Regions from separate parts of the Mus musculus genome. Here all the other regions are linked to region 1. A link is a contact called in public HiChIP or PLAC-seq and promoter capture Hi-C data. All regions are on one chromosome and are shown on one strand. Each heading gives the region's core, a stretch centred on a gene start, on an enhancer-like site or on the middle of the called end of the contact. The rest is flanking DNA. Distances are from core to core; before and after follow the strand shown. Region 1 holds the start of Mrps22 (mitochondrial ribosomal protein S22). Region 2 holds the start of Xrn1 (5'-3' exoribonuclease 1). Region 3 holds the start of Gk5 (glycerol kinase 5 (putative)). Region 4 holds the start of Msl2 (MSL complex subunit 2). Region 5 holds the start of Pccb (propionyl Coenzyme A carboxylase, beta polypeptide). Region 6 holds the start of Tfdp2 (transcription factor Dp 2).

What was found. Promoter capture Hi-C pulls out the DNA fragments that hold promoters and counts their contacts. HiChIP or PLAC-seq counts read pairs in DNA pulled down with a chosen protein or histone mark.
Region 2: a contact with region 1 is called in an H3K4me3 HiChIP or PLAC-seq map of stem cell-derived neural progenitor cells, with 6 times the contacts expected there. The contact joins the promoter of Xrn1 here to the promoter of Mrps22 in region 1. A contact is called at or near these places in 3 of 39 promoter capture datasets (erythroid cells, liver and pre-B cells) and 1 of 115 datasets of contacts at active chromatin or transcription factors (stem cell-derived neural progenitor cells).
Region 3: a contact with region 1 is called in a promoter capture Hi-C map of erythroid cells, with 25 times the contacts expected there. The contact joins the promoter of Gk5 here to the promoter of Mrps22 in region 1. A contact is called at or near these places in 1 of 39 promoter capture datasets (erythroid cells) and 1 of 9 other capture datasets (liver).
Region 4: a contact with region 1 is called in a promoter capture Hi-C map of pre-B cells, with 4 times the contacts expected there. The contact joins the promoter of Msl2 here to the promoter of Mrps22 in region 1. A contact is called at or near these places in 5 of 39 promoter capture datasets (the 3T3-L1 cell line, erythroid cells, hippocampal neurons and 2 more).
Region 5: a promoter capture Hi-C map of liver shows a contact between it and region 1, with 2.5 times the contacts expected there. The contact joins the promoter of Pccb here to the promoter of Mrps22 in region 1. A contact is called at or near these places in 2 of 39 promoter capture datasets (liver and neutrophils).
Region 6: a contact with region 1 is called in a promoter capture Hi-C map of erythroid cells, with 20 times the contacts expected there. The contact joins the promoter of Tfdp2 here to the promoter of Mrps22 in region 1. A contact is called at or near these places in 3 of 39 promoter capture datasets (erythroid cells, hippocampal neurons and pre-B cells).

What each region holds. Positions count from the first base shown.
Region 1 is chr9:98,599,758-98,604,373 of GRCm38.p6, forward strand. It overlaps Mrps22 (mitochondrial ribosomal protein S22), which reads right to left and starts at 1,922. Exons shown (of 8, transcript NM_025485.3): 1 at 1,716-1,922. The coding sequence starts at 1,887.
Region 2 is chr9:95,952,283-95,956,898 of GRCm38.p6, forward strand. It overlaps Xrn1 (5'-3' exoribonuclease 1), which reads left to right and starts at 2,478. Exons shown (of 42, transcript NM_001311130.1): 1 at 2,478-2,661. The coding sequence starts at 2,587. Gm16794 (a long non-coding RNA gene) reads right to left here. Exons shown (of 3, transcript XR_871036.3): 1 at 2,346-4,616. It also overlaps a transcript of Atr not described here.
Region 3 is chr9:96,116,789-96,121,404 of GRCm38.p6, forward strand. It overlaps Gk5 (glycerol kinase 5 (putative)), which reads left to right and starts at 2,641. Exons shown (of 16, transcript NM_001368879.1): 1 at 2,641-2,824. The coding sequence starts at 2,663.
Region 4 is chr9:101,072,291-101,076,906 of GRCm38.p6, forward strand. It overlaps Msl2 (MSL complex subunit 2), which reads left to right and starts at 2,472. Exons shown (of 2, transcript NM_001100451.2): 1 at 2,472-3,130. The coding sequence starts at 2,989. It also overlaps the pseudogene Gm46140.
Region 5 is chr9:101,032,691-101,037,306 of GRCm38.p6, forward strand. Pccb (propionyl Coenzyme A carboxylase, beta polypeptide) reads right to left here and starts at 2,194. Exons shown (of 15, transcript NM_025835.3): 1 at 1,979-2,194. The coding sequence starts at 2,167.
Region 6 is chr9:96,193,807-96,198,422 of GRCm38.p6, forward strand. It overlaps Tfdp2 (transcription factor Dp 2), which reads left to right and starts at 2,469. Exons shown (of 13, transcript NM_001184706.1): 1 at 2,469-2,754.

The sequences.
Region 1 (4,616 bases), core at 672-3,171:
AGCGCAGTCTATCAGTCATTCAGTCCAGAGTCTTAAAATGATTCCTGACTCCTTCCATACCCAACACACTGAGCCAAAAAAAAAAAAAAAAAAAAAAAAAGCAGGTAAAATGATAGGACTGACCATTATTAACACATAGGAGATTTACTGTGCAGTGCTTGCTGAGCTAAATACACACCATGCTCAGAATATTCAGCTCTCACAGCAACCCTATAAAGCAGTTAGCCCACTTTTACAAAAAACGAATACTAGGTAATCGTCTCTTTTTAGATCTAGCTCCCACTGCCATTACTTTAGTCAAAGCCATGCTTGCTCCTTACCTTGGCTTCTCTGACTCTTTCCTGAACTCACTACAAACCATTCCCACAAAGATTCCTTGAGAGTGATCTGCTAAAAAACGCAAGCAAGATGATTTAAAGCTTTCACATTTAAAACTCGCATGGTTTGACTGTGTCCGCCACTGAGAGATTTAGTCTCTGTCCCAGTTAGGGTTTCTATTACTGCAATGAGTCACCATGGCCATGAGCAAGCTGGGGAGGAAAGGGTTTGGCTTACACTTCCACAGTGTAGTCGTCTATCGTTGAAGGAAGTCGGGACACAAACACAAGTTGCCCAGAGGCAGAAGCTGATGCAGAGGCCATGGAGGGGTGCTGCTTACTGGTTTGCTCCCCCTGCTTTCTTATAGAATCCAGGACCACCACCAGCCCAGGCATTGCACTACCCACAATGGACTGGGCCCTCCCACCTCAAACACTAAGTAAGAAAATGTCCTACAGCTGGATCTTATGGAGGCATTTCTTTCCATTCAGATAACTCTGGCTTGTGTCAAGTTGACACAAAACTAACGAGAACGTTTCTTTGAAGACCAAACTCCTGTGTTTATTCTCATGGTCACCCACAAGCTCCAGTAACTATATACATGCTCAGCACTACACTGTCTTGAGACAAGCTCACGCACCTGCTCGACTCTAGTGATCGTTTTTTTACTCCAGTGCGCCTCAATTTGTATCTAACTGTATACTGACCCTGGAATAACAAAGACATCTCAACTTCAACACAAAACAAGCAAAATTCCGCCTCCTTTCCCGTTTTTTAATTTTCATTTTACCGAGTCATCAATCCAAACTCAAAAATCAACCACATAAACTGTTTCTACCATTAATGTTCTCTAGCTTGCCACGAGTCTCCATTCAACTGCTTACCATCAAAACCTGGACACTTACTTAGACATTATCAATCCTAACTCCAAAATACGTTCCCCCAAAATACCAGCGTTCAGTTTCTTCTCTATACCTCTGCTTATTATGGTGTCCTCTTGTTCTTTTAACCTTAGCATGGTTAGCCTGGTGGCAGCGTTGCCCGTATTTTCCCTGGGATTCATCCCTATGCGTCCAACATAGTTTGAAAGGCAGCTAAGTGCTTTCCGCCCCCCCCTCCCCCCATGCCCGACGTAGCCTGGATCACAGAACTCTGCCAATCGCCACTGGGATAACAGAGTCCAGGTCAACCCTACAGCATGCCCCAAGCTAATGTAGTGTAATGCTTTGCAAGGGGCGGCACGCAAGCACTAGTGACTGAATGAATGAATGAATGAGGACTTAGATAAGTTCTGCAAGGACGGACGGAAGCCGCACGCAGTCTGACAAGCCGCCTTCACTCGTTAGAGCAAGCTCTAAGTTTCCCGGGCGCTCAGCAGAGTTCTGGCGGTCACTCACCTGCCTCGGAGCTGAGCAGGCGGCGAGGCTGCCCCACCTCGAATGGCTGGGGCCGCGTCGCGAGCAGAGCATCGGGGTGGCGCTGGGCTGTGGCCCGAGTACAGACCCGCCGTGCTCGCCGAGAGCCCAATTGGAACCTCCACAGCGACAACGGTGTTCTGACTGCAGCCATGATTACCAGACGCTCTTTGCGCCGGAATCGATAGAGCAACTTCCGGCTCGAGAGGTTTTTGTGCAGCATTCTGGGAAATGTAGTCTGGGTGGAGGCAAGGCGCCGCGGAAGCGTTTTAAAACTACTAAAATCTTTGTGCAAGCAAGGCAAGCACTGTATGGAATGAGCTATATGCCCCGCCCCGCTTCCCTCTTAGAGACAGTCTCTGCAGTCTTGACCTCAAACCCGCTGCAATCCGCTTTCTGACCTCTGATTACAGATGTGGGAATGAACTTTTTAAAGAATTTTTTTAAAGTAATTTTGTTTGTGTGTGCATGCGCATGAACTTGTATGTGGAGGTCAGAGGATAGCCTGGGAGAGTCGCCGCTCTCTTTCGACCCAGAGATGGAACTCAGGTGAAACTTGGTAGCAGGTATCTTTACAACCTGAGCAGGAATCTCACCAGCCCATTTACTTTTGTTTGTTTGTTTATAGTATTAGCTTTATCATTTGTATACAAGACATATACCACATACACACACATGCATACACACATAATACATACATGTTAAGAGTACATACATTAAGAAACAAAATAGTCGGGCGTGGTGGCGCACACCTTTAATCCCAGCACTTGGGAGGCAGAGGCAGGCGGATTTCTGAGTTTGAGGCCAGCCTGGTCTACAGAGTGAGTTCCAGGACAGCCAGGGCTACACAGAGAAACCCTGTCTCGAAAAAAAAAAAAACAAAAAAAAAACCAAAAGAAACAAAATAAGGGCTTGGAATTTAGCTCAGCACTAGAGTACTTGCCCTAGGTTCGGGTCCTAACAACACATGGGCACGTGCAACATCCCACCAACTGCTTATTCACAAGTACGTGTTTGAGTCTCTCGATGTGTGTACAGGTTTTTTGTTTTGTTTTTGTATTTTTTTCCTCTGTGCTCCTTTTCTCTTTTCTTTTTGGTTTTATGGTTCTGAATAATGAATGTGTATTGCCCTCCTAGACCTCTTCCCCCACTTGCGGGTTTAAATCCAACTGTTTGCAGTTCTTTCAAACTTTTCAAACGCACCCCAAATGTTTGTTCTTCATTCTGAATCCATAACCACCAATCACCTTATACCTTCCCTTCATCGGCCCTTCTATAATTTCTGGTCATTCTCCTTATTATCTGCTTATTTTTCTCACCACATGAAGGCTATGCCTATACATTATTATAATTTTACCTAGTACTGTTTATGTGCAGAACAAATACTTGTTGAATGAAAGAATGGATGGGTGGATGGATGGATGGAAGGATGGATGGATTGGTAAATGGATGGATGCATAGATGGATGGATGGATGGATGGATGGATGGATGGATGGATGGATCAATGGATGGATGGATGGATGGATGGATGGATGGATGGATGGATGGATAGGTGGGTGGATGCATAGATGGATGGATGGATGGATGGATGGATGGATGGATGGATGGATTGGTGGATGGATGGATGGATGGATTGGTGGATGGATGGATGGATGGATGGATGGATGGATGGATGGATGGATTGGTGGATGTATGCATGGATGGATGGATGGATGGATGGATGGATGGATAGATAGGTGGATGGATGGATGGATGGATGGATGGATGGGTGGGTGGGTGGATGAATGGATGGACGGATGGATGAGTGGGCACATGATTTCATTATATTCTTTTCTAGGTGACTAGGGAGTGCAATTCTTTTCCTTCCATAGATTAGTCAGCTTAAGTAAGCACTTTGCCCTAGGCCTGGCAGAAGAAAGTTGTTGAACAAATATGTGTTTGAATTTGCTGGATAGAGAGAGACTTAACTCCTAACCTCACCTATTTTCTTCCCCATTCCCCATTGTGAAAATTCATTTAACAAAATGGAGTCACTCCTAGCTTATCCCATTGTAAAGGAGTCTCCTCTCCACAGGAGACACTATAGCTATGAACACTTACTGCAAGAGCTAAACCAATCCGTTGACAAAGGCTCCCCTGCCTTTAAGAATAGTTTTACTTAGTAACAAGTACCAGAGCTGCTGTGACCGTTAGACTGGCTTACACAGTCATTTCTGAGGCTTGTCAGCTTTCTAAAGCAAAAAAGTGCCCCCCCCCCCAAAAAAACCCTATCTCCCTTCATTTCAAAGTGATTGAGACTATCTTAGTAAAACCCACAACTTTTTCTTTGTCCACTGAACATATCAGGGATCACCCCAGTTTTATGTACTCATGCCCCTGTTTCTAATCTTAATCTTTGTTCCCAAATAATTGGTTTTTTGGAAATTCATGCCTGTGTTTCTGTTTGAGTTTTAAAAGGTTATTTGCGTATTTATTTGTTTGATTATTTGTATATGTGAGTTTATGTGGCTATCTGTGTGCTCTAATCTATTACCTTCTTCCTGTGCACTTTACATGGGGGTCTGTCTCTACACTCGGGGCTCATGCTTTCTTGGACAGCCTGGAAGCCTCAGGGACCCTCCTGTCTCCACCCTCTCTATCAATGCTGGGACACATGCATGGGATATCCACCTGGTTACATGAGTTCTGGGACCTGAGCTTTGGTCCTCATGCTTGTGCAGCAAGTTCCCTTAACTCCTGAGCCATCAAAGGTGACAGCATTATGGACTCTACTATTGCTATTTGAATGGGAGAAGATGACAGCCCTAGGCTTGGCCTTAATTCAGGTAGGGGCTACTATCCTGATCTCCCTCATCACTCTATGTAGTAAGAAGTACCAATAG
Region 2 (4,616 bases), core at 1,228-3,727, 2.6 Mb before region 1:
TCTATGATTTTTTAAAATCTAAAGTTTTTAATGTGTTTAGATGTTTTCTGCATATTTTCTAATAGATTAAAAAGAAAAGAATTGTAAAGTAATACATTTATTATAGTCAGATGGGAAACTGCTGAATTTTTTCTCCATAAGACTCTGTCTTATTTTTTCCTATAAGTAAAAGTATAATGAGGTAAACTGTAGTAAGTCAGAAGACATAAATGTGAAAACTGAACATACAATTTCCTACTCAGATTTGATGTAAAGCAGTTAAGGACAGGATAATTAGAAAATCTTTTTTTACATACTCTGTGTGTTAGGGGGCGTGCATGTGTGTGCTTTTTATCCATTTCAATTTTTTGGCATCTTATTCATATAAACATGTTTAATTAATTAGCATTGATGTATTTTGGTTGTACTTGGTACTAGATTACATAGGATCATTTCAAACAAATACATCATATACTTTTAACAAATTCCTTCCACAATTCCTTTGTTCCCCTGCCTCAGTCTCTTTTGTTTCTTTCAACACTTTAGTGTTGTCTCTGCTATCATCTCACATATACATATATGATTTTAAGTAGCTATATAAAATCTAGGAACCATATATGAAAGAAAATGTTATCTTTCTGAGACTAAGTTAATTTACTTAATATGATCACTTGCAGCTATTTTCCTACAAAAGATATATAACTTCTTCATTGATGAAAAATGTATACATATATATTACATTTTATATATCCATTCCATATATATATATATATATATATATATATACACACACACACATAATTATATATATATGGAAGGTTCTCTTGACTAAAGATGAATGTTGTCCAAGCGCTAATCATGGAAGACAAGCAGTGCCAAAGGAAAGAATCCAATAACTTCTGAAGTATTTATTGTAAGGAAAGTCACATGATAATAAAAAACAAAACAGAAATGTTTATAGTGGCTTTTGTCCTGTTTGGTTGAGACAGTTCTCATGTAGGGCAAATGCGTCTGGAACTTAAGTAAGTGAGGATGCCCTTGAACTCCTGATCTTCCAGCCTCCATCCTTCAAGTGCTGAGATTCAAACTTTCATGCCACACAGGTTTGAGTTTTGGGGTTGAAATGGGCTTTCTTATCAACTAGGATCTCCCTGAACTTACAATGTACCTGAGGATGGCCTTTAACTTCTGATCTTCCTATGCCTCCTAAGTAACCACAACCGGCTTTTTGAATTTTGTTGGTTTCTTTGTTTTGAAACAGGGTATCAAAAATTGTGGATGAGGGGAGTAACCCAGAGTCTTGAAATGGTGGGAAATTACTCTTTCCCACAATACAACTCACAGACTTTAACAAGAAGGAAGGCCCAAGTGTGGATACCTGAAATCCACCTCGAAGAGGAATAATAATCATGGGAGGCAGAGGGAGGAAATTGGGTCGGAGAGGTGAGAGGAAGGGGAAAAGAAGGGGCGGGATCAGGTATGGAAAGGAGGGATGCCCAGAGGGCCAGGAGAATTAATCAACATGCAGCAGTGGAGGTTAGGGCCCATGGGGAACCTCTAGAAAGTCCCAGAGATCTGGGATGTGAGAGGCTACTAGGACTCAATGGGGATGACCTAAGCGGAAATGTGAGGTGGAAGCAGATGGGGGAGCACCCTCTCAGAGTTGGGAGGAGGGCTTAAAGAACTCCGGGAGGGGGAGTCAGGATGGGGGGGGGGGTTGGAATGTAAATAAAGTAATTTAATAAAAGATATAAAGAGGAAAACTATAAAACTCTTTAAAATATTAGAAAATTAAAACTCTTCTGTAGGTTTACATTACTCAGAGAATTACTCCTCTCACAAGCTAACCAGACTTTTTCAAGTCCACATTGAAAAATAGTAAATTTAACGATCCCACGAGGGACAAGCCCACAGTACAAAAAGCAAGTGTCCAATACCTTTCTTACTAGGGTTTCTATTACTGTTATAAGCACCATGACCAAAAGCAACTTAGGAAGGAAAGAGTTTACTTGGCTTACACTTCCACATCACAGCCCATCATCAAAGGAACTTGAGGCAGGAACTGAAGAAGCTCTGAAGGAATGTTGCTTTCTGGCTAGTTCACTCAGCCTTTTTCACATACCGAAAGACCACCGGCCCAGGGGTGGCAGCAGCACACATTCAGATGGGCCCTCCCGCATTGATCAGTAATCAAAATATTCCCACAGGCCAATTTGGAAGCAGCGTTTTTCTCAGTTGAGGTTTCTCTTTCTAACGACTCTGCCATGTTTCAAGTTAACATAAAGCTAACCAACTGTCTCTTAAACGTTCTTATACCATCCGCAAGTCCACACCTCAATCAACTGGCATTTTAAACCTGAGCTCACCTAATGCGCAAATCACACCTCTTGCGCTGTCACCAACGAGTATGGAAGAGCGAGGCAGCGGGATAGACAGGACCCACCGCCCACCAGCGCCGTCCTGCCCCTCTAGGCCCACGGTTTGCTCTATGGTCTGGCGGACCTTGTGTTGTCATCCTCCGAGCGACGGCCGGAGGCGGCGGCGGAGGCCCGGGCGGGGTGTTTGGTTTCGTTTCTGCACCGACTGGAATTAGTGTCGACGGTCAAAATGGGAGTCCCCAAGTTTTACCGATGGATCTCGGAGCGGTACCCCTGCCTCAGCGAAGTGGTGAAGGAGCATCAGGTGGGTGAGCTCAGGCCGCGGCGCAGAAAGCGGGCCCGCGGGCCTCTCTGCGCTGTGGGACCCCGGCCTTCCAGCTGCCCGCGGTGCAGGTCAGCGGCCGAACGGGGGGAAGAGAAGGGGAACGGAGGCTTGGCGGCCCCCGGGTAGCCGCACCAGGTAGAGGCAGGTCAGAACAGAGTGGCTTGCGGCAGGTCTGAGCTCCCCCTGGGAAGGCACTCCAGGACTTGCAAAGGAGCCCTTGGTGGGAAGGCTTTTAAGGAGCCCTCTCTGTCCTCCTGGGAACCGGACCTGGAGCTTCGCTTTAGGCTGCGAAGCTGTGTGGGACGACTTCTCGGGTCCCTCATCCCAAGCAAAGCAACAGACGGTATACAAGCACTAACGTCCCCGTGGTGGAATCGCGGAGCACTCCAGCTGTGAAGAGCTGCATTTAACCTCAATGCCTGGACCGGTTGCTGTAGCTAGCTAGTGTCTTGGGTTTGTGATACTTTTTCATGCTCCCGTTAGCCCCCAGACAGGACCGACCCCCCTATTGTCTAAACGAACAAAACGTTTAGATGGAGCGCAGGGATGGGGCGGGGAGGTGGGGGGAATGGTGCTTAAAGGCTTTAGTATGGCAGAAAGATCTCGAAACATTATTACTAACACTTAGTGTATAATGACCCTACAGCAGCGGGTTTTTTTTTTTTTTGAGTTCTAAAAGTGTGTATTTGTATATTTATATATACTATATACTAGAATATATCTGCATGTTTGAATGACGGAGGAGAGAAACCAAATGTTCTAATAGGTAAACTAGACTTTGAATGATAATGTAGTATGTCACATTTAATGACTTTGGTTTACAGAAAAAAAAAACTCGTTTTTGAAATTTGTATACTTAATAAATTATTTGTGATAAGTAGCACTGTATTAATACTGGAAGTTGTCAATTATGTGGGGTTTTTTTTTTGTTTGTTTGTTTTAAGGTACTTATAAGGTTAAAGATAGAATCCAGCCTCTGGAAAGGATTCTTTTGATATTAACTTCTAATGAAAGTTGGCATATAAAAGAAACCTTATAAAAAGTTCGAAAATGCTGACTTGTCTTCCCCTTATTTTAGTTAAGATTAGATGGTATGAATTTGGTTGACTTAAATTTAGATGGTATTTATTTTCAGGGAGAAAAGTGAAAATGGAGGCATTGTTTTTCTTTTTCAGGATCTTTAATCAATAAATATTTTCTAGCCTAATGTGTTCAATAACATTTTTATTCTATGCTCTTTGATCACAGACATTTATTTGGTAAAAATATCTTGGGTTCACCATCCTGGGGAATTTCATTGTAAAAACAAAACAGTCTTTTAAAGCAACATCATGACATGGGAAGCAAGATAGATTTTGTGAAAGTTTTACAGTAGATTGAAAGTAAGGATTGCTTTAAAATTACACTGAAAATAAACTTTAAAACTTGTTGGTGTGTCAGCGGGGCATGGTGTCCTACACCTTCAATCCCAGCACTGAGCAGGCAGAGGTAGGTAGATAAACTGACAGCCATGGAACACAGACCTGACAAAACAAGAAACTCGATGTATCAAAGTTAGGCCTTTCACAAATATTTTATTTAACAGAAGACCAAAAAAGGAAGACTAGGAGGGAAGGACCCAAGCACCCACATAAAAGCCGGGAGCAGCATAGAGCACCTGTAACCAGCACTAGAGAGCAGGGACAGGTGAAGCCTGAGGGCTCTCAGGCCAACTCGTCCAACTGATCAGTGAGCTTCAGGTTCACTGAGAGACCCTGCCTCAAAAAACAGACAAAAAAAACTAAATGAAGAACATTTAGTTTCCTGTGTGGTTGCCAGGGTGAACAGAAGCACACCCAGAGGGAGAGGATGGGGAGCGATGTGTTTTAGAACGAGAGTGAGGATGGTATCAGCACAGTTATTCATCCTTTGAACCACTGAATGAAAATAGATAG
Region 3 (4,616 bases), core at 1,391-3,890, 2.5 Mb before region 1:
TGCTCCACCACGCCCGGCTGTTTTTTTGTTTTTTTTTTTAAACTGAAAAGTGACTGTTGTGCTCAGCCCTTTCTCCCCAGGCTCAGGTACTCCATGAAAAAGAGCAGCAGAAACAATGCAGGAGTGTGAGGATTGGGAGAACAGGTAGGCGTGCTGTGAAATGCTGCCTCTTGGACCTGGCATGGCTTTTGCCCCTATGACCTCACTGCGGCTGGCGATTGACTTGCACAACATCAAGTTAATAGTCCAGCGGCAGCACTAATTGGATTGGACCCACTGGGTTGGGGAGGGCAGTGGGGACATGTTTCAAGGTGTCCAGGGGAAGTAGGAAGGGAAGATTGAGGGTGAATACGACCAAGATAAATTGTTGGAGGTGGAGAGTTGGCTCAGAGGCTAAGAGTCCTTATTGCCTGTGCAGAGGTCCTGGGTTCTATTCCCAGCACTCCCATGGCAGTTGACAACCATCTATAACTCCAGTCCCAGAGGCTTTGATGCCCTCGTCTGACCTCCCAGAGCACCAGGCACACATGTGATGTACATATATACATACAGGCAAAACATTCATACACTTAAGAATGTTTTAAAAGATACATTGTATGTATTTATGAGGTTAACAAAGAATAAATGATATTCTAAAAAACAAACAAACAAGCAAAAAAACAAGTTTTCTTCAGGTGACAGCATTTGTCAAGGTTTCAAATTTGTTTGAAATTGGAAAACTGTGCTTGACCTGTTGGCGCATTGCTATAATTCCAATGTGAGGCGAAGTCAGGAGGAGTGGCTTGAGTTCTAGGCCAGCCTCTGGTACACTCAGACTCTGTCTCAAGAGAAATAAAACAAAAATGAGAAACTTTTTAAAAACTCTAGACTAAGTATTTTTTAAGATCTGCTCTTTCACACTTTAGAAACTGCTGATGTTTGACCTTACGAAAATGATCACAAAGTCGCAGAGTATAAAACCCCCAAGAAATACCTCTGTGAGAAGTACACCAACTGTTAACACTGCCTACACTGAACTTTTCTTAGTTGTAAGCAGGGAAACTAATGGCTAACTGTATGAATAAGCTTGACTAGGTTACTTGTACATTGCTGTGGGAGGTGTAGTTTAGATGTGATTGACATTTAAATCTGTATCCCCAGTAAAGATATCACACACACACACACACACACACACACACACACACACACATGACTGAGCTTCCCCCGATTAGTTGAACACCAGGCAAGCTTTGGAAAAGGGCAAAGGCAAGCTTCGGGAAGGAGGAAATCAAAACTGTAAGCATGGAAGTGTGCCTTCTTTTCCAGGCTGCCAGCAGGCCCTACAAGTTTCTAAGCTTGCCTGGACCTACAACCAATTCTTTAAAGTTTCTTTCCCTCAGGAACTGGGAGAGATAGCTCCGTAGGTAATGTGCTTGCCAGTCAAACATGAGGACCAGAGTTTGGTGCCTATTCACGACAAGAGCATATAGAATCCTAGGGAGCCTTTGGTCCTAGTAAGAGATTGCCTTGAGGAACAAGGTCAAACTTCAGTTGTGGCTCTCAGGTTCTGGCTCTGCCTTCCCTCTGGTATTTGTACAGTTTCAGTTTCTCAAGAGAATCGGACAGCATAGGACTATTAGTCATGCATACAACGCTGGAAAGTCTCTCTCTCTCTCTCTTTCTCTCTCTCTCACACACACACACATTCATGCATGACCAATTGGTCACCAACGATATAGGGCAGACCTGTGCCAGATGGTGCAAATAGGCATTGCTGTGTAGAGACAGACTATTAAGAGAAGCCACAAACAAACAAAAATAAATATGGTGTTCACAGTCAAGCTTCAAGTGACAACCCAAATCCAACTTGGCAAATCTCTGGGAAGCAAGTAGGCTAACAGAGTAATATAAACAAGAAAATATTCCTTTAAGCTGATAAGCTACCCACAAAACATTCTCACGAAATTTAAACTTTGTGTCGCGGCAAAGGCCCTTTAGTGCCATACAAAACTTGGACATCTATTCATCGTTGTGTAATACATGCAAGCTTTTCTGGGAAGACTTCATGAGGAACCTCCTATACTTTTGAATGTCTTCCCACGGACTGGAAAGATGGCTCACTGGTTAAGAGCACTAGTTGCTCTTGCTGAAGACCGGGGTTTGGTTATCATTGCCTACATGGAAGCTTGCAATCGTCGGAGGTCCTCTTCTGACTTCTACATGCATCAGGCACATGTGGCTCACACACATAAATACAGGCAAAAAACTAAGTGAACATGAAAAAAAGTTTAAAATTTTTTCATCTCACTTGATTTTTCCTAACAGATATTCGTAAAAAAGTAATCTGGGCTAGAAGGGAACTAAAAAGTTTCAAAGTAACGGTCGCTGAACGGTGACATCCAGTACAGCGCTGCGGTAAACGCCATCTTTGCCAAATTCCCACGAGCTGCTCGGCGCGCTGCCCTGACGTCACGGTGCTAGGGGCGGAGCGTGGGGTAGCAAGGCTTCCCGAAGGGGCTGAACGAGGCGGGGCGGGGTCTTGTGAAGGGGCGGAGCCTAACTCGTCGAGGGGCGGGACAGGGCGCGGTGTAGGAGGGGCGGGGCCGCGAGCTCTCCGCCCGGGGTCTGGCGTTTATAGCTCCGCGCTGGCCGGCCCGTGGCGACTGCAGTGTTCGGGGTCGCGATGTCAGGGCAGCAGGAGCGTGCAGAGCGGCAGCGAGAGGAACTGAGCGCGTCGGCCTCGCCGCCCTCCCGCTTCGTGCTGGGGCTGGACGTGGGCAGCACGGTGATCCGCTGCCACGTCTATGACCAGACGGCGCGAGTGCGAGGCTCCAGCGCGCAGAAGGTGACTAGGCGCGGCGGGAGGGTCTCGGGATCTGACTGCACCCTAGCTCTTCCTGCACCTCTGGGGGGCTCGGGCCGGCGTGGCCCGGTGTCTGTCTCTCGCTTCCTGTCCCGCGGGACTCAGCGCTCTAGCTTTACCTGGGTGGAACCGAGGTGACTCTCGGGGCAGCGCGGGCAGATTGTGTATATGTGGACAGAAGGTGGTTAGTGATTTGCGTGGTTTTTCTGCACTTCCTCGTCGACCTTTTATGCCTTTTAGCTCTTCAGATTTTGATGGAATATAAAACTGTGGGTTTTTTTTTTTCGGTTGTGTTATTTAAACAATTCGTTGCATTTATTATTTGTGTATCTGTGTGTGCTCGCGTGCTATATGGCACACATTTAGGAGTCAGAGGACAACTTTCTTGGGCATCGGTTTTCTCCTTCCACCATGTTGGCCCGGTCCCTAGGATTGAACTCAGGTCTTCAGGCTTGGCAGAAGTACTTTTACCGCCAAGCCACCTTACTGGTTGCGTTCGTAAAAGTGCTAGGTCCTCACATTAACATTTAACTTCCATGGATATTGGAGACACTGAGCACATTTTGAAAGCTTTGTTATCCTTATTTCTTTCCATCTTTGAGAATTCATTAAAAAGTATCTTCTGGCTTGAGAAGCCTGCCAAAGCATTGGTTGGTCTTTGTTAGCAAAGCCTTAAACCTCAGATGATACTAGTTAACAGCCAACCCCCATTTTAATAAAGCGCTAATTTCTATACAGTGGTCAATGCAGTTGATTGAGTGTAGTGTTCTTATTTACTCCTTTAAATACTAGCATTTTCTAATGTTTAAAATATTAGCGAAGGGATATGAGAGCCATTTAACTTCTTCCTTACAGCACTGGGCTCCCCCCTTTTTTCCCTGTGCTATCCTACATCGACTAGGGTAAAAGTTAAGTAGTGACTGCCTTAAGAATTTACTTTGAGGAAATAGACTAGACGTTCCCTTCAGGGATCTGAGCTAGGAGGTGAGTTGCAGCAACTGCGCTGCTCGCTCTCTCTCTGGCCAGCTGTGTCGGAACACTGCCCACCCACTCAGTCCATCCCTGTCCCAACCTTTAAGGACAGGTCTAAGGCACATACTGAGCTCTTGTCGTATTGCAAGTCTTTATCACAAACACAACGATACTTCTTAGTTTTTCTTACAATTCTAGTCACAAAGTACTTTTGCTGAAACGGTGCATTTTAAATTTTTTTTTTTTAATTAAGGAATGAGAGTTTGGTTCAGGAAGGAGATGGCTCAGCAGGTAAAGAGGACTTCCCAGTCCTCCCTCCTAAGCTTGGATCCCTGAGATGGACAGGGAGAAAGGAGAGCATAGGTTGCCCTCTGTCCTCGGCACTTTAAACTGGCACAAGTGTGCTCCCTACCCTGAAGTAAATATGAAATTTGATAAATTTTTAAGAAGTTGGTAGGCAATACAGCTGCATAGTTGTTGCACAATTTAAGGAAATTTGATTTTTAGAAAGTATTGGGGTTTGGTGGTACATACCTTTAATTCCAGGGCCTGGGAGATAGAGGCAGATGGGTCTCTGAGTTCAAGGCCAGCCTGCCTGGTCTACCGATGGAGCTCTGGCTATGTAAAGAACTGTGGAGACGATGCCTGGGAACTGATGGGAAGAACACTGTCTTTGGGATGCTAAGCATGGTCTTAAACCGTGATAGCTGATGTCAGAACTTAAGGGTGTGCTTCTGGGCAGATAACTACATACAAAAATAAGTTATAGTGGTTTTTGTTTGTGTTTGTGTATTTGTGGTCT
Region 4 (4,616 bases), core at 1,222-3,721, 2.5 Mb after region 1:
TTAAAGGTGTGTGCCACCACGCCCGGCTAGGTGGGCACTCTTAATGGGCTTGACCTTTATGTGATTTTCCCCCTAAATATTTAGGTTAAGCAATTCATTTTCTATAAACAATCCATTTGATTCCTGTTCAAGCGAGGCTCAAGCAGGCTAATAAAAGAAAGGGGTACAGTTCAAGTTGATGTGCTCGTTAGTGCCATAATCTATTACCAGTTGCAACCAATTCAGAAGCTGAAAAAAGAATGGATTTAACTCTGACTCACACAGACCATCAATAGAATTAATCTTAAATTGGGGTGTGCAACTCCCAAAGATTTTAAAAATCTAGTTACAGGGGGAAAAAAATGCCTGCAAGTAGTCTGTTTCCCAGGGTGACGACTCATCTATGCTGCCTGCCTGGATGTAAGCAGTCCTGGGCTTTTATCCTTCAAGTTTCTCCTTTGGAGGAGAGCAACCTGCGTGCAGTGGAAGAAGACCTAAGAGGAACCTGGAATAAAAATAGATCTGTATAACGGTTTTGTTTGGAAGTGACCTTAGAAAATAGCTATCATAAAGAGAAAATGGCAGATGGAGCCTTTAAAATGAGCTAATTTTAGAATACATATCGTTTCCCACGTGTGACTACTAAATACATCCTCCACAGCTTACTCTGCTGATATATAAAATTAAGAAGTTGGATTCTTACTGGTACTGTATGTTAGGCTTTACTAAAAGAAAAACAAAAAAACAGAATCTGTCTTCAAGTCGTAAGATTGTTTGTGTTTCCTTGATAACTTATGGGCCAGTCCCTAAAATTAGCATTTTGGTATACCATAAGCACACATATGTAAAAGGTTTGCACACCTCATAAGCTTCACTTTGTGAACGTGTACAGCGTTAGTATGTGCAAAAAATATCATGTCGGAAGAGCAGTTTCTATTTGTGCTACCCAAAAACGGGTTTGTATTTTGAGAGGGGAGAATCACGCTGTTAGGCTTTATTTATATCCAAGTGTCCTCAGCCTTCTGCAAAAAAGGCAAAAGCTTTGTGTGTGCGTGTGTGTGTTTTAATGCAGAACAACGAAGGACTCAGACACTTTCGGACTCTACAGAACCAGAGCATACATCGCGGGCTGTGTCCACGCACAAGGGCAGGCTCGCTGGGGACCTAGAGGAGTGGCTTTCAAACTTGTGGGCCAGCGCCTAGTCCACGGCCCGCCACGCGCTAGGTTCCGGGAGGAGGCCGGCGAGGCCGGGGCTGGGCTGCCATCCTCCCACTGGGGTCAACTCCGGTCCCCGAACACCCTCCCCCCACCTCCGCCCCACGGCGCGACGCGGGCAGCCCACGCGAGGGGAGACCGTGCCCGCTACCCCAATTCACCACAACCCACACGCCTGGGAGACCGGATTGGAGAGCACGTGGGGGAGGGGCGGAGAGCGCGTCCGGCTCGAAACCGAGCATGCTCCGTGCACGGAACCGTAAGTGGCGAGCCAGACATGCGCAGTGAGCTCGGGGTGTGCTGGCGGCGGGGCAGGGCGGGGCTGGCGTGAGCGGGCTAATGTGTTTATCCGGTTTTCTGGGTGGGCGGTCAAAGCGCACGCGTAAGGGCGAAAGGCGGTAGGGTCGGGGTGGGTGTGTTGGGGGGGTTTGTGCATGCGCAGTGAAGCCGGCAGCGCGGGGAGGGTGTGGAGGGGGCTTTTAGAGGAGAAGCAGGGGAAAAGGGAAGCGGAGGGAGAGGAAGGGCGGGGGGTGGGGGTGGGGAGGGGGGGTGAGAGCGCGCTGTGCGCATGCGTACAAGGGCTAGCGACGACGGCGGCGGGGGAGGCTCGGGGATGACAGTGTCTTTGCCCGTTGGGGTAACGGTCGTCGTTACCGGCCGGGCCTGAGGCGCCGCACCATCTACTGCGGCCGGAGTAGCCCCGGCCCAACGGAGCTAGAGCGGCGCGAGAAGAAGCGTGAGGGCGGCCAGGCGCGAGGGAGGGGCCTGCAGCGGGCCTGGTCGTGCGCGCTGGGTGGCGGCGGCGGCGGCCTGGCGGGGTGAGCTCGCTTAAACCGCGGCTGGGCAGGCAGGCGGCGGCGGCGGCGGCGGCGGCGGCGGCGCAGCACCGTGGCAGTCGCGCTTGGAGGAGTCGTCCGTGCCGTGCCGAAAAGATGGCCGGGCTGTGAGGGGGCGGCGCTTGCGCTGGTGACCCCAAGTGTGCGGCTGAGAAGCGGAGGGGCGCCGCCGTCGCCGCCTGCCTGCCTGCCTGCCTGCCTGCCTGCCGGGCCTGCTCCCCGCCCCCTCCCGCCGCCGGGCCCCGCGCGCACTTCCTCCCGGGCCTCCCTTTCGGGCGGGGGCCTCCCTCCCGCCCGCCTGCCGCGCCAGGCGCAGCGTGGGCCCCGCGTCCGGCATGGCGAGAACGGCAGCGGCGCGCTCCCGCCGCAGTAGCAGCAGCAGCAGTAGCAGCCACAGCAGCAACAGCAACCTCCGCCGCCGCGGCTGCTGGCACTAGACCCGGGAATCCGACGCCTGCGCCGTAGTCCCCACCGTCCCGCTGCCTCCGCGACGTCGCTGCGATGGAGTAAGGGCCCCGCCGTCGGAAGAGAAACGTGTGGACCGCTTGGACCCCACCGGGCCCGCTCCCGTGCGCGCCAGCTCCACCCGGAGGTGCCTCCGCGGCCGGACATGCTGCTCGAGCGCAGGCCGCCCGCCGAGCCGCGGGGCTAGAGCGAACCCGGAGCCCGTCCGGAGCACCCAGCCGCGGCCGTGTCGGACGAACTCGATCGCTGATTTCGCTTGTCTCTCTTTGGTCTGCAAGTCTCAGGGACAGAGGAGGGGCGCCGAGGCCCCCATGTGTGGGAGGATTGCTTCAGCTTCACAAACTTGCACGGATTTTGGTTGCTGCTTTGGCCAGGGGTTCTGCTCAGATTTCTTCCGAATTGTTTTAAATTCGCCATTGTTCCCTGGCTGCTTACAAACTTGGATCCGGAATTTCTTTTCAACCGGGAGCCATTGGTGTCGAAGTGTCTGCAATGAACCCGGTGAATGCTACTGCTCTCTACATTTCCGCGAGCCGCCTAGTGCTCAACTACGACCCCGGAGACCCCAAGGCGTTTACAGAGATTAACAGGCTCTTGCCTTACTTCCGACAGTCCCTCTCGTGCTGTGTTTGCGGTGAGACGCTTCTTTATTGTTCCCCTTTCCCTGCTTGTTTTCTAAAGTTCCTTTGGCAGTAGTAACGTGAACGGTTGGCCGGCCGGTAGTTCGTCTTAAGGGGTGGTACTGTGCAGTAGTACACGGTCGTTAGTTTTGAAAGTCGCCCAGGGACTTTTGCCCGGCGTTTCAGAAAGGCCGAGAGCCTTTTTCAGCCACCTTTGTACGGAGGCTTTAACGTTCAAAATGGTTTTATTTCGCTTTGACACATCTTTCTGGTGTTTTATTTTTTTAAAATACATTTTAAAAAATTCTTCGACGGCTTCACACGTATAGCGGTGATGTCTTAAATGGGGTTGAAATGCCAGCGGCATGCTGCCTTCTTTTTAAAACCTCTGCTGCGGGAACTGATTGAATACCATTGTCATTAAATGTGGTCAAACATTGTTAAGAAATATGCACTGCACTCGTGTTTTGCAGAGGGTGGATGGTATAATCTTGATGCACCTCCAGCCAGAGACCTCAGTGCCCCAGGTTCTACAACAGATGGTTTGAAGGTTAGCACTGACCTAATGAAGCTGATGGTACTTTTTAGTTGGTGAGATCTTTTTACAGACTAGATTTTCTGTAGTTTTAATGTCAGGTGGCCTGGCAGAGTCGCATTGTTTATTTACTTGCTTATTTAAGACAGGTTCCTACTATGTAGCTTAGGCGGACTTCGAACTAGTGGTCTTAGTGTCTCAGTCTCTTGAATGCCGGTATTTCAGGCATGCACAGCCATGTCCCGTTTCAGAGGATTATTTTAAGATTTTTTTCAAAGGGTATTAGCCCCTGTCGGTTACAATACTTAATCAATCGTAAGAGATGAGTGAAAATATTGTCTAACTGGAAAGTGTTTAAAGGGTGATGACTCGTGTTAACTGGGCACAAATAGTATTTGACACTCAGAAAACCAGAACGATTATCCTCTGTCCCTCTTGAGATGGTATAAGTCCTCCGCCTATTAGAAAACGAGACGTTTAATAGAAATGAGAGCAACAAGGAAGTACTGATGATGTTCTCCACTTACTGTGTTGGAGGCTTTGTTAACCCAGACTCTCTGTTCAGTCACAATTTAGACATTGAGGCCCTTGAAGTGGAGATAGTAATGGCTGAGCCATAGAAATGGTATTCAGGATTCATCCATCATTTTTGTATAGCTCAGGGCCGGACTCTGAGGGGTGCCAAAAGGGTGGAGATTGGGTTTTTCCTGGTTAGGTACTTAATTTCGTAAGCGTTTAAGCAACCAAGTGATTAAGCACTTGCCTTGACGACTAACACACAGTACTTACAGGGAAGCAGTCGCTCAGAGCAGATGACTAAACCGCTGCCTTAGGCCTCAGCGTCTTGGTGTGTGAAGTGAGGGCTTTAGGGCTAGGTGCTGTTAGTTTGCTTTCAGTTTAGATAAAGCCAAGGGGAGTGGACTGAGAATTTGCTTGGTTTAATGGTATTCTCTCTTGCAGTCTCA
Region 5 (4,616 bases), core at 944-3,443, 2.4 Mb after region 1:
TATAAAGAGAAACCCTGTCTCAAAAAAACCAAAAAAAAAAAAAAAAAAAAAAAAATTAATGAATGCCTCTATTATCAGAGCTGGGAGGTGGGGTTGGGGGTGGGGCGAGTTAGAAGTAGAGGGGTCAGAAGTTCAGCATCATCCTTGACTGCAAAGAAAAGTCAAAGCCAACCTGGGCTGCATGAGATCCTAGTTCAAAATGTCCTTTCAGATGAATTTGAATCCTCAATCTACCAAAAGCCTCCACCTCTTAGGCTCCCAAAACCTCAAATCTATAAATTCCTTGTCCTACTGTGTTAAGAAAACAGCACATATACACATTAAACAAACAAGAAGAAAAATTTTAAAACTTTAAATTAGATATTCTAATAAAACAGTAAAGCCGGGCAGTGGTGGCGCACGCCTTTAATCCCAGCACTCGGGAGGCAGAGGCAGGCGGATTTCTGAGTTCGAGGCCAGCCTGGTCTACAAAGTGAGTTCCAGGTCAGCCAGGGCTACACAGAGAAACCCTGTCTCGAAAAACAAACAAACAAACAAACAAAAAGTAAAAGCCAAAGAGGCTGTGGAAAGAGGCTGTGGAAAACAAATGTACTTTGGGGGGAAATAATCTAACAACTACGGAGATAGACAGATAGATAGATATATAGATAATAGACAGATCGATAAATTTTAAGATATTCATACTTTCTGGTCCTCTTTTAGGACATCTGATTCACGGACATAATGAAAAACTTGCTTAAAGGGAACACAAATTAGCCTCCCAACTAAATAAACTCTGACAGCAGAAAACCTGCTCTGAAGGCCTTAATGTAAGAGCATCAGGATCTTGCCTGGGGTGCAATAGGCAACTGAGCAAGGGTGTCCCAAGAGAAAGGTTACCAGAGCAGTGACAGGCTTTCCCAGGGAACTTAATAGCCCTTCAGAGGGACCCCAAGGGAGAGAGGGCTTATGGCTCACCATAAACCTTACAACCACATTTACATCCCTAAGTGTCAAGAGGAATAAATAGTTTTCCTTGAGCATTTTTCTTTTTTCAAACCTAACTCAGGACATCTGAATCAACATTTGACCCAGATTTTCACACACTTGGGTAAGACTTGCATGCCCTTCACAGGAGCCCTTCCCTTAGGGAACCTTCATGTTAACTTATCCAGCTCTTCTGCCTGGACTCACTCAGTTGTCAAGGACACACTGGGCAAGTCTGGCTTCAAGTCTAGGGTCACCTCTTCCAGCTTCTGTTGTTTTTTGTTTTTCTGCTGCTAAATGACCTCCCCAGAAGAAGCTCAAATGTGATTCCCGCCTCAGCTGCTCTCAGCAGAGTAGCCTGAGAGTTTATAGAAAGTCCACCTGCTTCCTATGCAGCAGATCGATACATGAACCTCTCAAGAGGCCAACCAGACTTCCTCGGTCACAGGCGTCACAAATCCCCAGCACGCAGGGAGACAACACACCAGGTTAATGTGAACATAACCAAGTTTTTTCTAATACTTCGTGCCTGGGTTTTACTGCTTCCTTCCCCGAGAAGAGGGAAGGGAAAAAAAAAAAAAAAAAAAAAACTGTCATAAACACTTTCAGGCAGCGGGAGAACAATCCCGTCTTTTAAATTCAGAGCCTGTGGCCGATTAACGTGGCAATCTTATTCAAACAAGACCTGGAAGACATTATTCTGTTTACGGTGCTTTCTAAAGACCACCTTTCCCAAAAGTTCAAAGCTGCTAAGTGGAGCGCAGCTGGAGACCGGTCACATCCATCCATCCATCCGACGACCAATGCCCACCACCACCGCCTGGGGACCTCCCTAAGTGGTGCAGATGTCTACTGACACCCGAGGGGGCTCTAGGTTCTCCAGGTGGACGTTCTCGCCGCGCCCCTCCCAGGCGCAGCGCCTATTGGCTGGGAGGCTCGTGCGCCGCGAGCCCGGCGCGCTGTGATAGGGCGGGAGCGGAGGGGGCGGGACGCACTGGCGCCCGTGACTCACTCGCTTGTGCTGCGCGTCGATGCGGCGCTGGCCTCCTCCCAGCAACGCTGCATGGCGCTTGTTGTCGATGCGCTCTTTAACTGAAACCGGCTGGCTGCAAAGGCCGCGGGTCGTGATGCCGAGGCCGCAATTCAGAACGCTGAGCCTCGCTCCAGCCGCCACCGCCCGAATCCTAATCGCCGCCGCCATTTTTTTTTTTTTTTTTTTTTGACTGCCAGCGTGACACACACTGCACCTCAGGACGCATGCGCAGAGAGCGTAGACATTGCGAGTCTGCGCCTGCGCGTCGTCGCTGGCCCTAAAGCTGGTAGCAGTCACAGGCTTGCATTCAGGCTCAAGGCGGTCCTGTTCTAGGAAATACCTGCCTCTCAGCTCTGTGCCCGTGTAGCCACACAGAACAAGGACTTCATTCCTCGTTCTGCGTTAGCCATCTAAACTCCAGGCTTCGTCGACCCTCTTCCCCCCAAAAATGAATAGATAATGAGCTCTGACCAACTTTTACCAAATGCTGTGCCAGGTTTTGCTCTTAAAACTTAGCCTTGAAATAATTTATATCCAGATTTCAGAGATGGGATACACAGGAACAGAAGTAGGTTTGTATGGCGTCAAGACTGAAATGTTTTGTGAGCTACGTATTGAGCTCCAGAGAGGGTCTCTTAAAGGGGAGAGGAGCTGGGAAGCTACTTGGCTCAGTGCTAAGTTAAAGCCTTTGCCAGCCTGAGTATGAGGACCAAAATTGGGGTCCCCAAACTCAGTACTCAGCCAGAGTAATGAGTGTCTGTACAGAGAGGTTGCCTAGGTGAGATAGCTGACAGAAATAAAAGAATCCCAGGAAGCTCACGGAACAGCCACCCTAGCATGTACAGAAGCAAATGAGACCCAATTCTCACACAAATAAGGGGACCATTGACACCCCATGTTGTCCTGTGACTTCCACATGTGCACGCCCAAACTCTGATACACACAAATTATTTGATGTTTTTTAAGTTTGTGACGAGACACAGAATGGTGAAGTAAACTTTTAGAGACCATTGTGCTAGGTCTAGGCTCCATAGGGTTTTACAGTAGGGGAGAGAGGTTGGCCTCAACCCCGAATACACCAAAGACAAGATGTATCGGGGAGGGAGCTCAATGGATAGAAAATTAATAGGGAACACAGGGCAAGGAGCAATCTGACAAACAACGTTTGCTTGGTTGAAGGCAAGCCAGGGTGCTCAGACATCATTTGGGGGACAGTGGAAGAAGAACCTTATCAAATATGGAGGGCGATCCCTCATCAAGGGTGGAAGATTCTGGCATAACTGACTTAGCAGGATTCTTGGCAAAGCTACCCTCTAGAAGAGAGGACCTGGGAGCCAAGGTCAGTTCTATTCAAGAGATGCTCAGTAGAGCCTGACCGAAGTTTGGTCAAGAAGAGAATCTTGTCAACACAGCGGCTTTGGCATTAGCTGGGAGGAAATAGGAAAAGTAAACTAGGAGCAGACTGCTCGGGCTCAGACCTACTAATCAGAGGGGATGCAAGGCGGCGGCGGGGGCGGGGGGCGGGGGCGGGGGGGGGGGGGGGAGGCTGCTGACCTCTTAGCAAGGACCCTTTAGTCAGTTCAGATGCTAACATCTGAGAAGTGCTGCTCCAGTGCTTTCGAAAACTCTACTATGAATGCTTTCTCATCTGTTTACCCAGCGAAGTGGCAGGTCTTTAAGGCAAAGTACAAGGTGCATATTTCTCATTCTTAGCCAAAAAATAAAAAATAAAAAAATAAAAAAAGCCTGCCAGAGTTGATTATTAACCCTTCCTAAATCCACCTCACTCCACCTCTCTGCAGGACTCCCACAGAGTTCAAATTCTGGCCTGAGACTTTAACGTTAATGTCATTTTATTTATTTATTTCATTTACGTTTTGAGGCTCTCTCTCTCTTAAACTGGCCTGGAACTCATGATGTAGACAAGATTGGCCCGAAATTCAGAGATCCACCTGCCTCAGCCTTTCAAGTACTGGGATTAAACATGGCTGAATAATCATCTTTGAGCCACCTACTTGCCGCAAGTTGTGTTTCTTAGAACTGTTTCCCTCAACATAGACAGAAGCTGTCCAAGGTCTGAAGACTCCTGACTGGGCAAGGAACTCCTACATCTACGGGACACCAGATGAGAGAGCTCTTGGCCCTGCTTTTTTTTTTTTTTTAAGATTTATTTATTTATAGAGCCTTGGCACCCTTCATGATGGTGGGGAACTGGGGGTGGGGAAGCCTGAGAAACCCTTGAGTTCTTATGTCTCTCCCAGGACAAGAGCCCAGGCATCTGATGTTAGAACAGTCTGGATAAGGTCATCTCTACCAGTTACCTCTGTGTGATCTTGGACAACAGCCTCGGTTCCCACTTCTACTAAGTGGGAGTAGCTTTGTGTCATAGACTTACATGGCTTAAATGGGAGACAATGTGTAATGCTTAAAGATGCATGCAACCGTGAAGTGCTGGTTAAATTGTTGTCTAATAGATTACTAGTAGTTTCCTAAAGTAGACAGTCTCCTCCTCCTCCTCCTCCTCCTCCTCCTCCTCCTCCTCCTTCTTCTCCTCCTCCTCCTTCTTCTCCTCCTCCTCCTCCTCCTTCTCCTCCGCCTCCTCCTTCTCCTCTGCCTC
Region 6 (4,616 bases), core at 1,219-3,718, 2.4 Mb before region 1:
TTGTGGAATGTGGACTTTTAAGTGATCTCTTTCAAAGGCAATGCTAAAGAGTGATAACTGGCTTACTTACTGAACACTGTGTGCGCTGCATATCTCATGCTAACTCTCACAAGAGCATACCAAGCTATATAGTAACTTCATATTGCTCACCTTAGGGTTTAGTTCTTCTTTTGTTGGTTTTTGGTTTATTTTGTTTTATCTTGGTTGTTTTTTCTTTGTGTTTTTGTTTTGTTTTGTTTTGTTTTGTTTTTTGACTTTTTGAGACATGATTCCTTATGTAGCACTGACTTGCCTATTCAATATGTAGACCAGGCTGGCCTGAACCTCACAGAGATCTACATGCCTCTGCCTCCCAAGTGCTGGGACTAAAGGCATGGACCACTGTGACTGGTTCAAATGAAATTTTGTCTTCAAGTTTTCATTTTAGAAAGAAATTAAGGGAATATGGTAAGATGAATCAGAGGGTAAAGCCGTTTGTTTCCAAACCTGAAAACATTATGTTAATCCTCAAGACCCACACAGTAGAAGACAAGCATCAATTCCTGCAAGTTGTCCTTTGATCTCTACACTTTTATATCCCCACCCCCACCCCATTCTAGCATGGGCATGTAGTGTTTAGTTGACAAGTAATGAGATTTTGGGCATTCCTTTCTCCACATTAACCCAAACATTTAATGTGCCAGCCTCTCTTGTGGCTACACATGTTGAGGGGCTTCATAATTTTTCACTACTGGATTGAAGTAAAGACTTATTTCTGTCATGCTGACTTTTTATCCTTAATGCTAGGATTGCTAATTTGTTTGTTTGTTTGTTTGTTTTGAGACAGGGCTTCTCTGTGTATCCTTGGCTGTCCTGGAACCCACTTTGTAGGCTAGGTTGGCCTGAAACTCAGAGGTCTACCTACCTCTGCTTCCCAAGTGCTGGGACTAACGGTGCTCACCACGATTACCTAGCATGCTAAGTATTTATTAAATAAGCTTAACACAATACCTTAACAACGTTTCCTGCGGAAATTAAATAAATCCACATTCACTTGTCAGTGCAAAAGGCAATCATTCAGTTGAGACTTTTGGATTACTGTATGTTTGGAATTTTGGGATTTTACCCATAACAATTGTCTAGAAATAGTCTCCAAATCTTCCAAAGAGAAAGCCAAGGGTGTTTGCTCTTGGCTTCCTCACCTCATTATGCATTTTTTCTGTCTGCTTGCCTTAGTTTCTACCTATGTACATCATCATTTTTTGAGAAAGGATCTCACTGTTATCTATCTATCTATCTATCTATCTATCTATCTATCTATCTAATGTTTTTGAGAAAGGATCTCATGTAGACTCAGTTGGTCTAAACTCCCGACTCTGCCACCCAGACCATGAGCTGACACTCTGGGGCTGGTATTTACATCAATAGCCCCCTCTCAGAGTTGTTTCCCTTATCACACCACTGAATTTTTTTTTAAAGAACTTTAAGAAGCATCTTTCCTACCTCACTGGAACATAAGCTCAATTATGCCAAGAATTTTTGTCTCTTTTGTACACACAGCCCTAGCATCATAAATAGTATTTGGCTCATAGAGCTATGAGGAAATTAAAATGAAAAAGATCAAAGTATTTTAAAGTCGGATTTTCTTATCTTACTTCCAAACGTCCACATTAGCTACAGTTCATACAGGATCCATGCACTTGAAAGGGGGAAACACCTTTTTTTGGAGGGGTGGGGGCAGGGTCAAAGTGTCTAGCCCTGGCTGGCTCAGAACTCACTGTGTTGACTAGGCTGGCCTTAGACTTAAAGAGATATGCTAGTGTCTGCCTCAGGAGTGCTGGGGTTAAAGACATGAGCCACTAAGCCAACCTGAATTTCTTAATAAATGACTGGGTATTTGAGAGTGTGTGCCTCCAACTTTTTCGGTTCAACTTCGAAATTAAGGCATCTGGCCTTAATTTATTGCTACACTTTCCCAGGAATTGAAGCATGACCAACCTCCACAGTGGTCCACGTGTGGCCTCAGGGTCACTTATCCCTCTGCCTTCCGAGTGTTCCTGGAGCAGTGGCCCATCAGAGGTCTATGGTCCAGATGTAAGGACCTAGTTCCGGTTTCTTTCCGAGAGATGGGATGGAAAAGAGAACCATACTTTAGAGCTGAGAGAAGCGAGGTGGTGGGTGGAGGTGAGGAGAGGGGCTGATGTGGTGGAGGGGGAAGGGCGAGCCTGGCTGCCCTCTAGGTGGCAGGGGTCCAGCGGCAGGCAGAGCCTCAGGGCGGCCCCTAGCGGAGAGTGGCTTTGGAGGTCAAAAGACCAGGGCAGGCTCCCGCAAGCCCGCCGCCCACCTCCGCCTCTGGCCCTGGGGGCGAGCCTGGGGGCGGGTTTTGTTTACTCCCTACACGCACTGCGGCCCGGCCAATCCGTGGAGAGCGTCGGCGCGCGTCATGCCAGCCGAGGGCCAATCGGCGCTCACCGTGCTGCTCCGCCGCCAAAGCGAGCGCGGGGGAAGCGGCGCCGCCGCGGCCGTGTCGCTGAGGGCGGACGGCGTCGGGCGCGCTGGGCTGTGCGGCCGTCGCTGCCTGGCACGCGGGGCGCGCCTTGACCCTTCCTGCACTGCAGGCTTCCGACGCGCGCGAAGACCGCGGCTGCGCGGCCGGGAGCTTGCTCCGAGCGGACCTGGCTCTGCCTGAGGAGCGGCGGCTCGCGAAGAAGCGTCTCCCCGGGAGTGGGCCGAGGGCTGTGTGGACCGGCGGCGGCCCCTCTGCACCAAGCTGCGGTAAGGTCCCGGAAAGGGCGCGGGCCTGCGCGCCAGGGGCCTTTGGACCGGGCGTGGCCCCCCGCCGGCCGGCTCTCCCCTGCCCTGTCCCGGGAGTCTCAGCTTGTCCTCAGGATTTCTCTGCAGCGGGGCCAAGCAACCCTGGAATACCTGATGAGGCTCCGGAGCCCGCGGGCTCGCCATCACCCGGGATCAGGAAGGGCAAGGGCTGACTTGGGCTTCTCACTCAGATCTTCTGACTTTCCCTCCTCCCTTCGTGATCCACCATCCTCCAGTCTGTTTCTGCGGGGTGCTTTTGCAGAGTTCCAAAGCTCTCCCTACCTGGAAGACCCCCAGGTTCCCCCAAGAGAACTTTTCCTTTCAAGTAGAGGTTACTTTCTCGGCCCAAGTTCTGGGAGGAATTCTGCACAAGGCCCTGGTTGCTGTGCACAGAGCAGCGGGAAAGTGACTGTGGGCTCCGCCGAGAGGTGGCACAGTGAAGTGCGTGGACACTCACTCGCCCGTGTTCCGGTGCTTTGTGTGGGCTCAGTTTGTTCATCTGTGAGCCACATCTGCCTATGCGAGGACGGGGAGGGTGTTGGGAGAGAGAAAAGGGCTAATCTCCGGAATGCACTTGAAACAAAGCTCACTTCTACTAAATGCATAACGTAACCCTGGATGCTGGAGGAGACTCTGGACCCCATGTTGTTTCACCTTTTCGGCTGAAATCGTTACCAGGCTTGTAGCCTGGCCTAGCAAAATGTTTACTTTGCATTCTTTTTCCATAGCATTCGTTGAAAGTACCTTTGAGCCTTTGGCGACTTCTGTCTTTCCTCCTTTCATCTCAAGGGGCTCCAACCCCTTATCCTGCCTCCTCTAGGCCAGCAGTTCTCAACCTTCCTAATGCTGTGACCTGACCCCAACCATAAAAGCATTTTGTTGCTACTTCATAACTGTAATTTTGCTACTGTTATGAATTGCAATGTAAATATTTAGGTTTTCCGATGGTCTTAGGCAAGAACGACTCCCTTTAGAAAGGGGTCATGACCCACAGGTTAGAAAACACCCCTCTACAGAGCCAGCTGCTGTGTTTCATTTGACTTAGAATTTTTCTGGGTCATTTGTTTTCTGTTCTCCTAATGGTTTGAAGTCATCGTAACTAGGCAGTATGGTTTAAGTCATTAGCCTCTTTTCCACTGTGGCAGAATTCAAAGTTGAGTATAAAATGTTTGTTTTGCATCTTGCCTCTTCCAGTCACTGATTATCTTACGATTTACTAAGGCTTTACCACTATCCCATTGCTGGAATTCATGTAAGTGTCCATTCTCAAATTGCATCAGGAGATAAAGGCGCCGGCCAGACCCCAGGTTCTGTCACGCTTGTGTACTGGCTCTGGGCAGAGTTAGTTTTAGAACATCTTGTGCCTTGGAACTAGTTTAGTGTTATGGCAGATATGGTGTCAGTAGCCAGTGCTGGCATGTGGTTGCAGAGTCAGGAATGCAGCACTTAACATTTGTTAAGAAAGTCCCGAGACTTAGTAAACCCTTCTGTTGCCTTAATTCCAGGCATAGTAAAGTAGTTTTAGTTATTCATATTACTATTTTGTGGCCGTAATTCCCTTCCCTCGCCCCTTGCGAATATGTAGTCCTTGCCGTGTGCAGGTTTTACCCTTGCAGCCAAAATTCTTAACTGACCTCCAGTACGGTTTGAGGGCTGGGGCATCAATAGCGCAGTGGTAGGGTAATTACCTAAACCTAGATTGACGCCCAGCCCCGGAAATATAAAACAGCAGTAACAAGACCTCACTTTGAAATAGGCTGTGCACTCCTTTCTTCATCTTTTAGGTTTACTTTGGTATGTGTCATGATGGCCCTCAGAAGAAA